Linked DNA regions of Anas platyrhynchos: all the other regions are linked to region 2. The links are chromatin contacts, called in public Hi-C maps. All regions are on one chromosome and are shown on one strand. Each heading gives the region's core, a stretch centred on a gene start, on an enhancer-like site or on the middle of the called end of the contact. The rest is flanking DNA. Distances are from core to core; before and after follow the strand shown.

Region 1 (3,888 bases), core at 336-2,835, 420 kb before region 2:
GAAACTCGTTCCCTGTTGCTTCAGTCAGGGAATTTCAAGCAACTCCTCTTCTGCACAGCACACGTGCAGCCCCACAAATCAGCTTACTCCACACACGTACATCACCATCATACACCAGGGAAGGATCTAAACCAGTTAATTCAGCAAACAGGATCGCTGTTCTGCAAGAGGGGACTTCAGGTAACACACCAAGACTGGATATGGCCGATCCGTGCGAGTGTAACTACGTGCACGTAGGTATGTGCACATATTCTTCATATATGTTTTAATAGGTAAATACACACGCAGAAAGATATCCCTTCTGGCTCAGGATATCCCCAGGACACTGTTTGAGGTGCATGAGCATGTTGTTATTCATGTGCTTAGGCACCTGCTGTTGGCCACTGAGACAGACCATGCAAGGTGGCCCTTGGGTACCGGGACCACACAGCGGGGCTGCTCCGTTCTGCTCTCACCCCTTGGGCTCCTGAGTCAGGCTTAGCTCTTTCCATAGGCACCTGGGCAATTTTGGGGAAGAAGAACAGACCTGGAGGAGGAGAAAGCTTTACAGGTGAGTGCTGCAAGCGCACTCCAGGCAGCAGAGCAAGAGCCAGCAGCGCATTTGCTGGCCGAGGAGCTGAGTTCTGGAAAAGCGTGGAAGAGGAGGGAAAAAAGCAGAAGAGGGAGGAAGGGGAAGGAGCGCGCGAGGCTGACATTCGCCAGCCCTCCTGCTTCAGGCGTCTTTTTAAAACACAGCTATAATTAACGAGGTGCAGCCTTTGTTTTAAAAACACTTGCACTCGCCGTGTTTCCACGGGCGAACTCGTGGCCTATCCAAAAAAAAAAACCAAACAACAAAACACCCAGGATTTGCACTTGGCATCGAGTAAATAGTGTTTAAAATATATATATATATATAAATGGAGTGCAGTCAATTATGGGGTTATGCAAGAAGGCACGGGGCTGGGGGGGGGGGGGGGGTTGTGGGGCAGCGACGCATTCCTTGAATGCCAAGGAAAATAATGCAACAGCAGGTAAGGGAAACACACACAGAGGCCGGGGCACCCCGAGGGGCTCCGGGGGGGCTCCCCCACCGCCCCCCTCAGCCCCTCGCCCTCCCTCGGGGCTCACCTCAGCGTCCACCACTTCGTGGTAGGCGGGCGGGGGGTCGAAGCCCCCTCCTCCTCCGCCGCCCCCTCCGCCACCACCGCCGCCTCCACCGCCGCCCCCGTCCCCGTCTCGGTGCCCTTGCCCCCCGGCGGGGGAGCCGTGGCCGCCGGCCGGGCCGTGCCCGCTGTCCATGGGCTCGTAGCCGCCGTAGTGGAGGCCGGGCCGCTCGTTGGTGAGCAGCGCCACCGCCTCGTTGATGTCGTTCTTGGCCAGGCGCAGCGCCTTGCGGATGGCGGAGGCGTCCGAGAAGCCCATGCAGAGCAGCGTGGTCATGTGCTGCTCCTCCTCGCTCTCCATGGCCCGCGGTAAAGTGGAGGGGGGGGAGCCCCGGCGGCGGCGGCGGTCGCCGGGCTCCGGGCTCCGGCCTCAGGCGCTGCCCGCCGCGCGCGCCGCCATCTTGCCGGCAGCGCCTCTCCCCCCGCCCTGCCCGCCCCGCCCGCCCCGCCCCTGCGCGGCCCGGAAAGAGGGGAAGGGAGGGGGGGGGGAGAGGGGGGGACGTATCACGTGACGGGGGAAGCGAGGCCGGCGGGGATGAATGGAGCGTGCGGGGCGTTGTCACGGAGACTGGGCACGTGACGGGGGCGGTGTTGCCATGGAGACGGCAGCGGCGGGAAGGGGGGGGGTCGGGGCCTGCTCGCGGCTCTCATGGTGTGTGATGGGTCCGGTGGGGAGTAAACCCCGTAAAGAAGTGCAAAGATAATAATAAAAGTGCTCCAGCCCAATGAATTGCATTTGTGTGTGGTTCTTAAAAAGTACTTGTCCAAACTCTGGCGCCGTATGGAAGTGAGATCTGCACCCCTTAAGCTATCCACTCAGTATCTGCCCCTCCGTTTTATCAAACACTTTAACTGCCGCAGGAAAGGAGGCAGCTGATAAAAGATTTGTGAAGATTGGTGCTGGGATCGTGTGTTAGCAGTGGCTGGCATCACTAAGAGCACCGGGGTGAGGAAACTACAAATAGTTGCCTGAAATCTGAGGCACGGATTAAATCCAGCATAAGGGAATCTTTCTAGGGAACACCAACAATCCCTGAACTTTCAGAGCTCTGTGTCCATCCCTGCTCCTGATGGTGTCTGTGGAAAGAAACTGACTGACAGATCTGCCTGTTTGACTGGTAAGGTTTTTGAATAATTTTTAGATAGCAGTGTGCCACCAGTGCTCCCATTATCTTTGTGTGCTGACCCAAAAGGTAATCACAACTCTTTCATATCCTGAGTTTCATGTATTTATTTGTTTTCTGTAGGTGACATTCAGTGGAACGTAGGTATCGTGCCCGACTCAACCTCAGCGTCTGGATCGAAGGAGGGTTCTTCAGTCACGCAGATCTCCAGCTATAAAAGGAACTCGTATGGCTCAGTTTTGCCAGGATCAAGAAAAAAAATCTATCATTTCGAGTGCAATCAGTTAATATGCTGAATATTGACTCACTGCTTACTCATGTACTCAACGTTTAAATTACACTTTCTCATTTTTGAAACATAAGTAATGATTTAATCCTCACAGGCTGATGAAGTCAGTTGGCATCATTTTCCTTTACTAGTGGAAGACAAGTCTGTAGGAAAAAGTGGTATCTTATATTAGATGTCATTATTGATTTCAGATTTATTTCAAGGAAGGAGTCCTGTAAATTTGCCCTGAGCTAATTAATGAAAACATACCAAAAGTAATGGAGGAACTGACTGTAATCCCAGATGACTGAGCACAGAAGAGACTGCTTTACAGTTAAGTTACCGATGCACCACTGTCCTGAGAGAAGTTTGAAGGGAATTTGAATTTACCAATACGTGATGGTAGCACTTGGACACAGCAGCTGAATGTAACGTTGGCAGTGAGGTATACTGATCCTAAGCTTTTCACAGAGTTCTCTGACAGCATTTCTCTTGAAACTGTGTAAAGGACAAGACTGTATATTCCAGCTTATTGAAAGAATGGGTGCATCTTTTTCTAAAAGTTATTCAGCCTGAAAATCCCAGCTGAAAATGTTGTTCAAGCATTGTTATTTGAAGAAAAGTTTCAGGGAGAAGCACAGCAAACTTTTCTAACTGAGAACGAGAAATGTAGAGTGAGTCTTTCCTATGGGACATCACAAGGTGCAAGGAGACAAGGGAAGAAAAGAAGTTGAAGGAGGGAGCAAAACCCTCAAGATCTGCTTTTGGATAACTTGGAGTTTACAGCTGTTAGTTGCCAGTTTCTTAAGACATGTTTACTGTGACTGTTACTTTACAGAAGGTAGTGACTTTCTACAAAATTCATCATTCATGTATCCTGAAGTGCCTCTGGACATGAATAACCCCTGTTTTACAACAGAGACATTCTGGAACAGAAACTACTTCTTTGGTAAGTGACTTTCAGTAAATTCAATGCTGTGACATCAGACACAATTTTTGGGTTGACTCTGGGGTTTCCAGGCAGCCTGAAACTAGGGATTGATGGAACATTGCAATGATTTCTGTGGAGATGTTACAGTAGCAAGACTTGGTTAATTTGTGTTTAACTGAATATACTTTATGATTTTCTTCATAAAACTGTTTTAAAGCCAGTCCTATGTTTTACAGCTCACTATTTAAATAGTGAATGCAGTGTTTTCACTCAAAGAGAAACATCTGTATTGTTCTGGTGGAACATACATGTGCAGCCAAACCAAGAGTTAACTCTCTGGCTTGTTGGAGGTTTCTCATGTTTGCAGCTGTTGGGGAATTCTGACCAAAATCTCTGAACTATTTGGAAAACATCCCTTGC
Region 2 (4,077 bases), core at 1,234-3,733:
CAGGTTCCTCTTCCAGGCTTCAGCTAGAGCACTTATTTTTCCTCCCTCACCTCCAAAGTGTTTTCCTTGTGACAAAGAAAAATAGGAACCAAGTGCCTGGAAAACTGCAAACTCTTAGTTTTCCCTAGAGGAAGGCAGAGAGAAGAGCAAGCCAAGCCTCCTGCGAGGGGGGCAGCTGGCTTTCACAGCAACTCATGCAAAGACATCCACCAGCAGGTCCCATACTGCTGGGCTGGGTGGATTTGAAAAGCCCATCCACAAACACACACCCCGGCCTCTCCATCACATAATCACCTCCCTTGGCACGTCCCACCAGTGCTCTTCACCTGCATGTCATTAGCCAGACCAAAGCTCTCTCCTTCAGCTGTTGAATTCATGCTCTTACTTTCAAACATTCCTCACCCTAAAAACAACCCTTGTGTTTACTCTCTGATTTCCACCTGCAGTAACGTGAAACAAAGCAACAATCACGGCTTTTGGTGTATCACATTATTCACTGCTAACAATACCTTCCAGTGATGCTTGATAAGTTCTGTTTACCAAAACCATCACAAGTAGAATAACACATGTCAACTAATTGCTTTTTCATTTCGGACCCTTAGTCTAGAGAAGAAAAAAACAACAATACACAACAACAAAAGTCCTTTACCCATTCAAATAGCACTTACTCATGCCAGGAATGCCTAAAGTCAAAAAAACTTGAGTAAATAAAAGTTTAAAAGTTCTGACTCCTAGGAGTTGTTTTACTAGGAATCCAACCTCCTGTTTCAGTAAGTGAGGTAAGTCAAGCTACATTTCTGCTTACGTTAGTTTCACATAGAGGATACTGAGTATTTTTATTTTTTCCAGATACAAGATGAAGCTTTCTGCACTGGCCCCTATTCTTGTGGGAATATAAAGAGAAAACCATGCCTCTCTTCTTAATATATTAGTGCCTCGTAATATACACCAGATGATCAATAAACTACAGAAAAATTAAATCAAACTGACAGTCCTCAAAAAAACGGGCCCTAAGCAGAAACAATTGTTTTAAAGACTGTGGTGTCTGGAGTATTAAACTCACGTGCTGTTGCGTTATTAATCTCTTTGTTGGAAGCCAGTTGATTTCCCCTGCCTGCGTCTGTCAATTAAATATTCGGCATCGCAGCCATAATTGACCGGTTGATGTTTTGGCATGCGAAGGCTTTTCGGAGGCAGAGCGCTGACAGTTTCTGTGCCTGCCCCACCACTTCCAAAAAGCCCAGCGGGGCTGAGGCTGGGGCTCCTCCAGGCACTGGGAGATGCCCGGGCGAGCTTCAAAGCAGCTTTTTAAACAACCGAGGGAGATGGAGAGAGGGAGGCAGCACCACCACCCCCCCGGCACAGAGCAGAGTCAAAGCTTTGCTCCCTGTCCCCGGAGCCCCCCCAGCACTGCCTCCACCTGGAGCCCGCAGCCCCCGGGGAGCAGCGGGGACCCTGCCGGGGGCACCCCCAGCGCCGGGGGAGCGCACGGCAGCGCGGGGCCGCAGAGTTAAACAACTTTGGGGTTTAACAAAGTTAAATAAATTGCAAAAAGAGCTGGCTCGGGGGGTTGTGCACACTTCCCAAGCTTGTGTCTCTCTCTCTCTCACCCCCCCCCCCCCCTTCCGTAGGGCCCCGCTTTTGTTCGGGAAGCGGCGCGGCCCCGGCCCGGCTCGGCTCGGCTCAGCCCCGAGCCTCCCTCCCCAGCGGGACCCGGGGAGAGGATGAGGAGGAGAGAGGGGAGAGGAAGGCTGGGGCGCAGTGCTCACCCATGACGAGGCAGAGGAAGTCGAGGCAGATGAGCAGGGCTTTCTTGCTGCTGCCTTTGGCCGGGTTGTTGTTCAGCGCCGGGCTGCCCCCGTTCTTGCTCTCCGGCGCGATCGCCTTGTCGTACTTGTAGCTCTGCATTATCGGGGGCGAAAGCCCGAGCCGTGCCGTGCCGGGCCGAGCCGAGCCGTGCCGAGCCGTGCCGGGCCGGGCTCGCACGCGGTGCGCCGGGGAGGTGCTGCCGGAGCCGCTCCCGGCCGCTCCGCTGGGGCCACGGGAGGTTGAAACGCAGGCGGGTCTTCCCCCGAAATAAATAAATAATAGCAACAACAAAGTTTAAAAAATTAAAAAAAGAGCAAAACAACAACAACAGCAAAAAAAAAGAAAAAAGCACAAAACCACCAGCGAAGGTGGGAGGGAAGGGGGGGAAAGAAGAAAAAAAAAAAAAAATGAAAAAGAAAAAGTTTGCGGCTGTCCCAGCGGCGGTGGAAAAGTCCTGGAGGAGAAGTCGAAGGGAAGGAGAAAAGCCTCGGCGTGCGCCTAGCAGGGCGGCTGGGTGCCGGGGGAGAGGTGCGGAGCGAGGGGCGAGCAGCTCCCGGGGGCAGGTGGGCTCCGCGCTGCGCTGCCTTGGGGGCTCCCGACGCGCCCGCCCCGGCCGCTCTGGGAGCCACCGGCTCGTTGCTGCACTTTTATTTCGCGAGCTCCTTTCCACCCCTTAGAAAAAAAAAAAAAAAAAAAACGAAGGGGGAAAAAAAAAAAAAATATCAGTCACTTCGCCTCGGATGGGATATCCAAGTAAGCACAGCCCCTTTCCTGCATCTGACATTTTACATAGCTAATTAACTCCACATTTTTCCCTGAGGGAAGTTGGAAAAAAAAAAAAAAGAAAAGAAAAAGAGTCAGGAACTAAAGTTTTTTCGCAGAGAGCCTCTAGCGTTCACAAAGCAGAGGAGTGCAACGGCGGAGGGAGGGAGGGGGGGAAGAAAAACAACCAGCCTTTCCAAGGGAGGACTCTTAAAAGGTGCTTGTGGTGTGAAGGGGAGAAGACTGGTGACAAATAGCTTAAAACTTTTTTTTTTTTTTTTCTCCCCCTGTTTTTCCCCCCCTGCCTCTAAGCTCTGCTCCCTGTGCTGGGACAGGCCCTTTTCCAGTGTGTGCAGTGCCCACAGACCCTAACACCCAACAGACCCCAATAGGGCCACCATGCGGGGCCGGGTCCTGCCGTGCCCATGCGGGGCTGTAGGATGGGTCAAGGGAAGGCTGGGTGCCAGTGGCCACCGAAGCCTAGCATCCTCATTCTCCTGTGGCAGCAGCACCAGCTTTGTGAAATAAAGGTAACAAGAGCGTTAGGAGTTAGGTAGGGGATTGTTACCTTGGCTAATTGTCCCTTTGGTCTAATTAGGAATTGCCAGGGATGCAAATGAAGCGTTCGCCAGGAATCCCGGATGGCAATTTTAACAGCTCCGAGCAGGGAGGCTGGGGGAGCGGGCAGAGCCTGTGGGTACCAAAGGATGCTGCTCGGGACAGCATCTGACCGCTATTTTTTCTGCTTTTGCCTTGTAGCTGACCTCGGGCTCCCGTCCGCGCTGGAGAACCACCGCCAGCGGAGCTGCAGACTGCAGCCAAGGCAAGAGCCCGCGCCTCGGCGGGGGCAGGTTTTCCAGGAATCTGTTTAGACACATACCTGGGCACATTTGGGCCAGCCTGGGAGGAAGAAAGCGAAGTGGCTGTTTTAATATTTTACTTGTATATGTGCGGTGTAAAAAGAAAAGGGAAAACAGACCTTGGGTTTTTCGCCAATTCTTTCATCGCGCCTCAACAGCATGGACTCGGGTGCTGTCTCCCACCTTGCTTTGAAGGAGACACCTCTCTTTTGCCTCACATCTCGTGGTGAGGAGGGCAAAACCATCAGTTTTTGACCCAAAACCATTCCCAGTGGTGACGGTCATCCAGCTGGGGCCACCTTGTGACTCCAGGACACGTCTCAAGGTCTCTCTCTCCTTCCCCTGACCGTAAGTGCCAAATTTAGGCTCCCCAGCTGCCTGGAGCGAGTGGAAAGAATCCTCACATGGGAATTGTCACCCACCCGGGGCCAGCCCTGCTGCCCAGCCCAGCTCCCTCCCCGAGGGCTGGCACCAACCTGCCCCAAGGAGCCTGTGGCTTTCGGCAGCCGGCTCCAGCCGCCCCAAGCATGCATCCAAACCTGCTGATTGACAGTGATCCCCATGGAAATTCCCTGGGTTCAATTCAATTTTGTGTTTAAAGTGAGAAAATAAAACAAAATAAAATAAAAAAGACCTGTCATTGTAA
Region 3 (3,630 bases), core at 399-2,898, 320 kb before region 2:
CTTCAATAGCTCTTAATTACGCAACAGAAAGCAAACGTAGAACAGTCAAGGGGAGTGAGAAAACCATCTAGAGGATTTTTTGAGTGGGTTGGGCCCTTAAAACTCAAGCTGAAATGTGACTGAGGTGGGAAGTCCAAAAAACTCAGACTGAAAAAAAAAAAAAGTCCTGGAATTTATTAATCAAAGTCTTTTTTTTTTTTTTTTTCAGGAAAAACACAGTTAAAAATATTAAACCATCTTGAATAAAAAAGCCTCTCAGTCAGCCAAAAGAGTGAAATGAACCCTGCGATACTATTTGAAGTATGCAGGTGGTGTGCATAGACACTTGTATTTACCTTTCTACTCTAGTGAGTTCATAAAATAATTAAGAGGTGTGCTAGAAATACTGAGATGAAACATGGCCAATGGATAAAAAACGTTGAAATAGATTTATTTATTTTTTTATTTTAAAAAAAAGAAAGTACAGGAAAGATATGTAAGCAAGGGAATGGTTCCTGCTGAAAACTGATGGAAGCTCCATCATTTGGTTCATTTGAAACTGGACTGCACACATCACTAAAAAATATGCTAAGGGAAACAGCTGTAGGTTTGTTTCTCTAGGGAGGGGCAAGGCGATCTAATATATCTTCTTAATTTCATTTCTAATTCCTATGCTTGAAATAATGTAGACAAATCTTGAAATATAACATACAGTGTGCTAATTCCTTCCTTTCTTCCTGTCTAGAGAGAGATGTTGAGTTGAAGGCAATTACCCAACATTTCTGACTATTATTTTTAGCCTGGTTTCCTAAGGAAATGAATCTCATGTGAACACGGTGTCCCTGTGTCCGCCTGCCAGGCCCTTTTCTTTCCTCTTCCCCCAGGAACTTCTTGGCCAAATCTCAACCGAATTTAAGAGAGGGCTGGGGTCTGAAGAGATATTTCAGTTCTTCAAGGTTTACAAGTAGGAGTGGCTATGGGGTGCGTGTAGCAGCATTAGACAGACTGTGTTGAAGCTTTGCTTGTATTTGGCATCTGAAAGTCTGTGGTGAGCTCAGCCTGGGGGTAGGACCCAAGGAAATGGGTGCCCTTCTGGCCAAGGTCAGCCCATGGGTTTGCTCAGACAGTGACGGGGACGGGGCTGTGCCAGGACCATTTGTCTGGGCAGGAGGAGCAGTGCTGGAAGCACCACGCAGGTCACAGCCCTGCAGACGCGTTGGCGTGTCTGCCTCTGCTGTGCTTTCCTGTCCTCTTTTATTGTCTCTTCGGGGTGTGCTGGGGTGAACCGCTGTGACGGGACTCCACCGCGGGGCCTCGGGGCCAGCACGCAGGCCTGCCCGGCTCTCACAAGGCCTTTTTTTCCCCTAACTCCTCCTTTGAAGTCCCCTCGCCCCACACCCGAGGAAGCTGATGTCATCGGAGGATGGGAGGCCGTGGCCGCTCTGGCCAGTTCCCACCTTCGGAGGAAGGAAATTCCTTGGGGCAAAGCTGTTTATCTCTTGGCCCCCAGAGAGCCGGACTGAGAAATGATGTGACTTTCTGAAAGCTGATGATTTTTGGCTCCCCCCTCGCCTCCCTGCGCTCGCTGGGCCTTCATTGTGAGGGTGGCTGCCTGGGGACGCCCCGCTGATTGCGGTGTCAGAAAGCCGAAGCCCGGCGCCTTAATTACTTTTACACCTTGCTTGTGGAATGTGCTCTGCAGAAACACAAAGCGTCGTGCCAGCTCATTTCTGTGAACTGATTAAGGAAGAAAAGCCCAACAAACTACCCCCCCTGGATTAGTGAGGGCAAAGAGCCAGTGCAGCTCTGCAAGAAGGAAAAGGTGGGACTTGCTGCTCCAGAGGATGCAAAGGAAGGGGCCCTGGCCACAGCCTTGAAGCCCTGGTAAACGGAGCACTGAAATTGCCTGCTGTGCTGCGGAGGAGAGTGGTGGCAGAGGAGGAAGGATGGGGAGGGTCTCAGACAGTCCTGCCCAAGGATACTTACAGGTTCCTTACCCAAGGCTGCAGAGTATGGCTGAGTATGTCCTTGGGCATCTACGGCCTACATAAAAAAACAGAGAGGCCCTGTTTTGCTGCTAGGTGAAAAGAAACAATTTCTGCGTTCACAGCCCCAAGTGTGGAGTAGCTACACCCTCAGGCAGCCATCTCACTGTGGCCACAACAGGCAGCACCAAAACCCACAGGGTCTGACCATAAACCCCACACGAAGCAGAAGCTTGCCACGGATGAAGGCAGTGGGTCACACCAGGAGCCCAGAAGTGGCTGTGTGTTATCGCAGAGCAACCTCTGGCTGGGGATTGTCTCTGACAAGTATCTCGCTTTGCAGCCGAGAGGGCGCGTGTCAGGCAGGAATGTGCTGTCTGACGTCCTGGCCTCCGGTCAGCACAGCCAGAGCTTTCCCCCCTCAGTGTACCGTCTCAGTGTCCTTCTAGATATCAAGGAGTCTGATCCTTCTTTTAGCCTTCCTCTGTCCCAGGTGAAGTCTTCACAGAATCCAGCGCTGGCACTCTCCTCTGCAGCAGGAGGAATGTGCTGACACACAGATATCACTGGACTGGCAACCTACGCTGGAAACACGGTTATTCGAGCCAAGAGGTTTCTTTTGCTGGTGTAGTTTATCAGAGCTACCCAAACAAAGTCAGCTATCCTGGAAAGAAAAAATATCCCTCCTTTTGTAGCACTGCATCCACACCAGGGCTTTTTGTTGGCATAGCTCTCTCTCTCGCAGGGATGATGTCTTTGTTTGTTCACACTCCTAGCTGACATAATTAGGCTTGCAAAACTTCCAGCCCTGGCAGAAAAGGGGTCAGCTTGCTTCAGGAGCACTTCCACACACCAGTGAGAAATGCTGTTGTCCTGAGGTAGTCCATTACATCTATTTTCCATCAGTGTAAAAGATCTCCCACGGCACAGAGAAAAAAAAGGAATCTTAAAAGCTTTGTTTTGTCCAGTGATTTTTGTTGATCCATTATACCTGCTCCTGTGCAGACCTTGCTCACAAATTGCCACAGGGTAGAGCTACAGGGTGCTGGCGAAACAAGCACGTGGAATTTGTTTGCGGTTATTCAGGCAGATGAAGAAGCATGGAAAGAGAACACCATGACCCAATAATTGTGCTTGTTTCAATCCACTGACTGTGTACCTTATGTACAAATCAGGACCCATTAGCTGTTGTACGGAACGCTGAATCAATGTGCTTAAATTACACGCTGCTGCCGTTCATCCTGAACAGGTTGTACAAGTGGGGACTTTTTGTCCTTCTGCTGAAGTGCAAATACAGCTGAGGAGAGAGGCAGAAGTTGCTGGGAAGACGTGGAGTGCTTCATGTCAGTGAGGGAAGAACGGCCAGGTTGGGACGGGTGGGTTCGGGAAGGGGGCTGTCACTTGGTGCCTGAGGCAAAAAGTACTGCTGGAGGATGCCATTAATGGAAGCAAACAGACCTGATCCCAGGGTGAAAAGCCTGCATATAAGCTGCAGTGTTTGTGGTCTGTGGATAAAGATAGTGTCCTTTCTGGGAAAAGTATCAAGCAGTCACTTTGTGCGCAAGAACCAGAGCCCTGGCTGGATGTCCCTTACCAGCTGCGTGATTTCAAGTTTTCTGTCCGGTCACAACAGTTGGTTCAAATTAGAGCCCTCCAGCCAACTTAC

Evidence for each region. Hi-C and Micro-C count contacts between places; a contact is called where the count stands out from the background.
Region 1: a contact with region 2 is called in a Hi-C map of skeletal muscle, with 3 times the contacts expected there. The contact joins the promoter of USP24 here to the promoter of PLPP3 in region 2. A contact is called at or near these places in 7 of 8 Hi-C or Micro-C datasets (F1 follicle, F5 follicle, liver and 3 more).
Region 3: a contact with region 2 is called in a Hi-C map of subcutaneous adipose tissue, with 2.7 times the contacts expected there. The contact joins the enhancer-like site here to the promoter of PLPP3 in region 2. A contact is called at or near these places in 3 of 8 Hi-C or Micro-C datasets (F5 follicle, skeletal muscle and subcutaneous adipose tissue).

The regions. Positions count from the first base shown.
Region 1 is chr8:34,560,233-34,564,120 of IASCAAS_PekinDuck_T2T, forward strand. USP24 (ubiquitin specific peptidase 24) reads right to left here and starts at 1,586. Exons shown (of 67, transcript XM_038182855.2): 1 at 1,111-1,586. The coding sequence starts at 1,446.
Region 2 is chr8:34,978,444-34,982,520 of IASCAAS_PekinDuck_T2T, forward strand. PLPP3 (phospholipid phosphatase 3) reads right to left here and starts at 2,484. Exons shown (of 6, transcript XM_021273272.4): 1 at 1,770-2,484. The coding sequence starts at 1,908.
Region 3 is chr8:34,663,018-34,666,647 of IASCAAS_PekinDuck_T2T, forward strand. All of the region lies in intron 3 of LOC106017510 (a long non-coding RNA gene), which reads left to right. Among named protein-coding and RNA genes, the nearest start is that of USP24, 100 kb to the left of the region's middle. Within about 2 kb of position 1,649, at least 4 of the 8 cell types and tissues checked have an H3K27ac peak or open chromatin away from gene starts, as enhancers often do. A contact at or near this core is called in F5 follicle and subcutaneous adipose tissue, where this site is marked.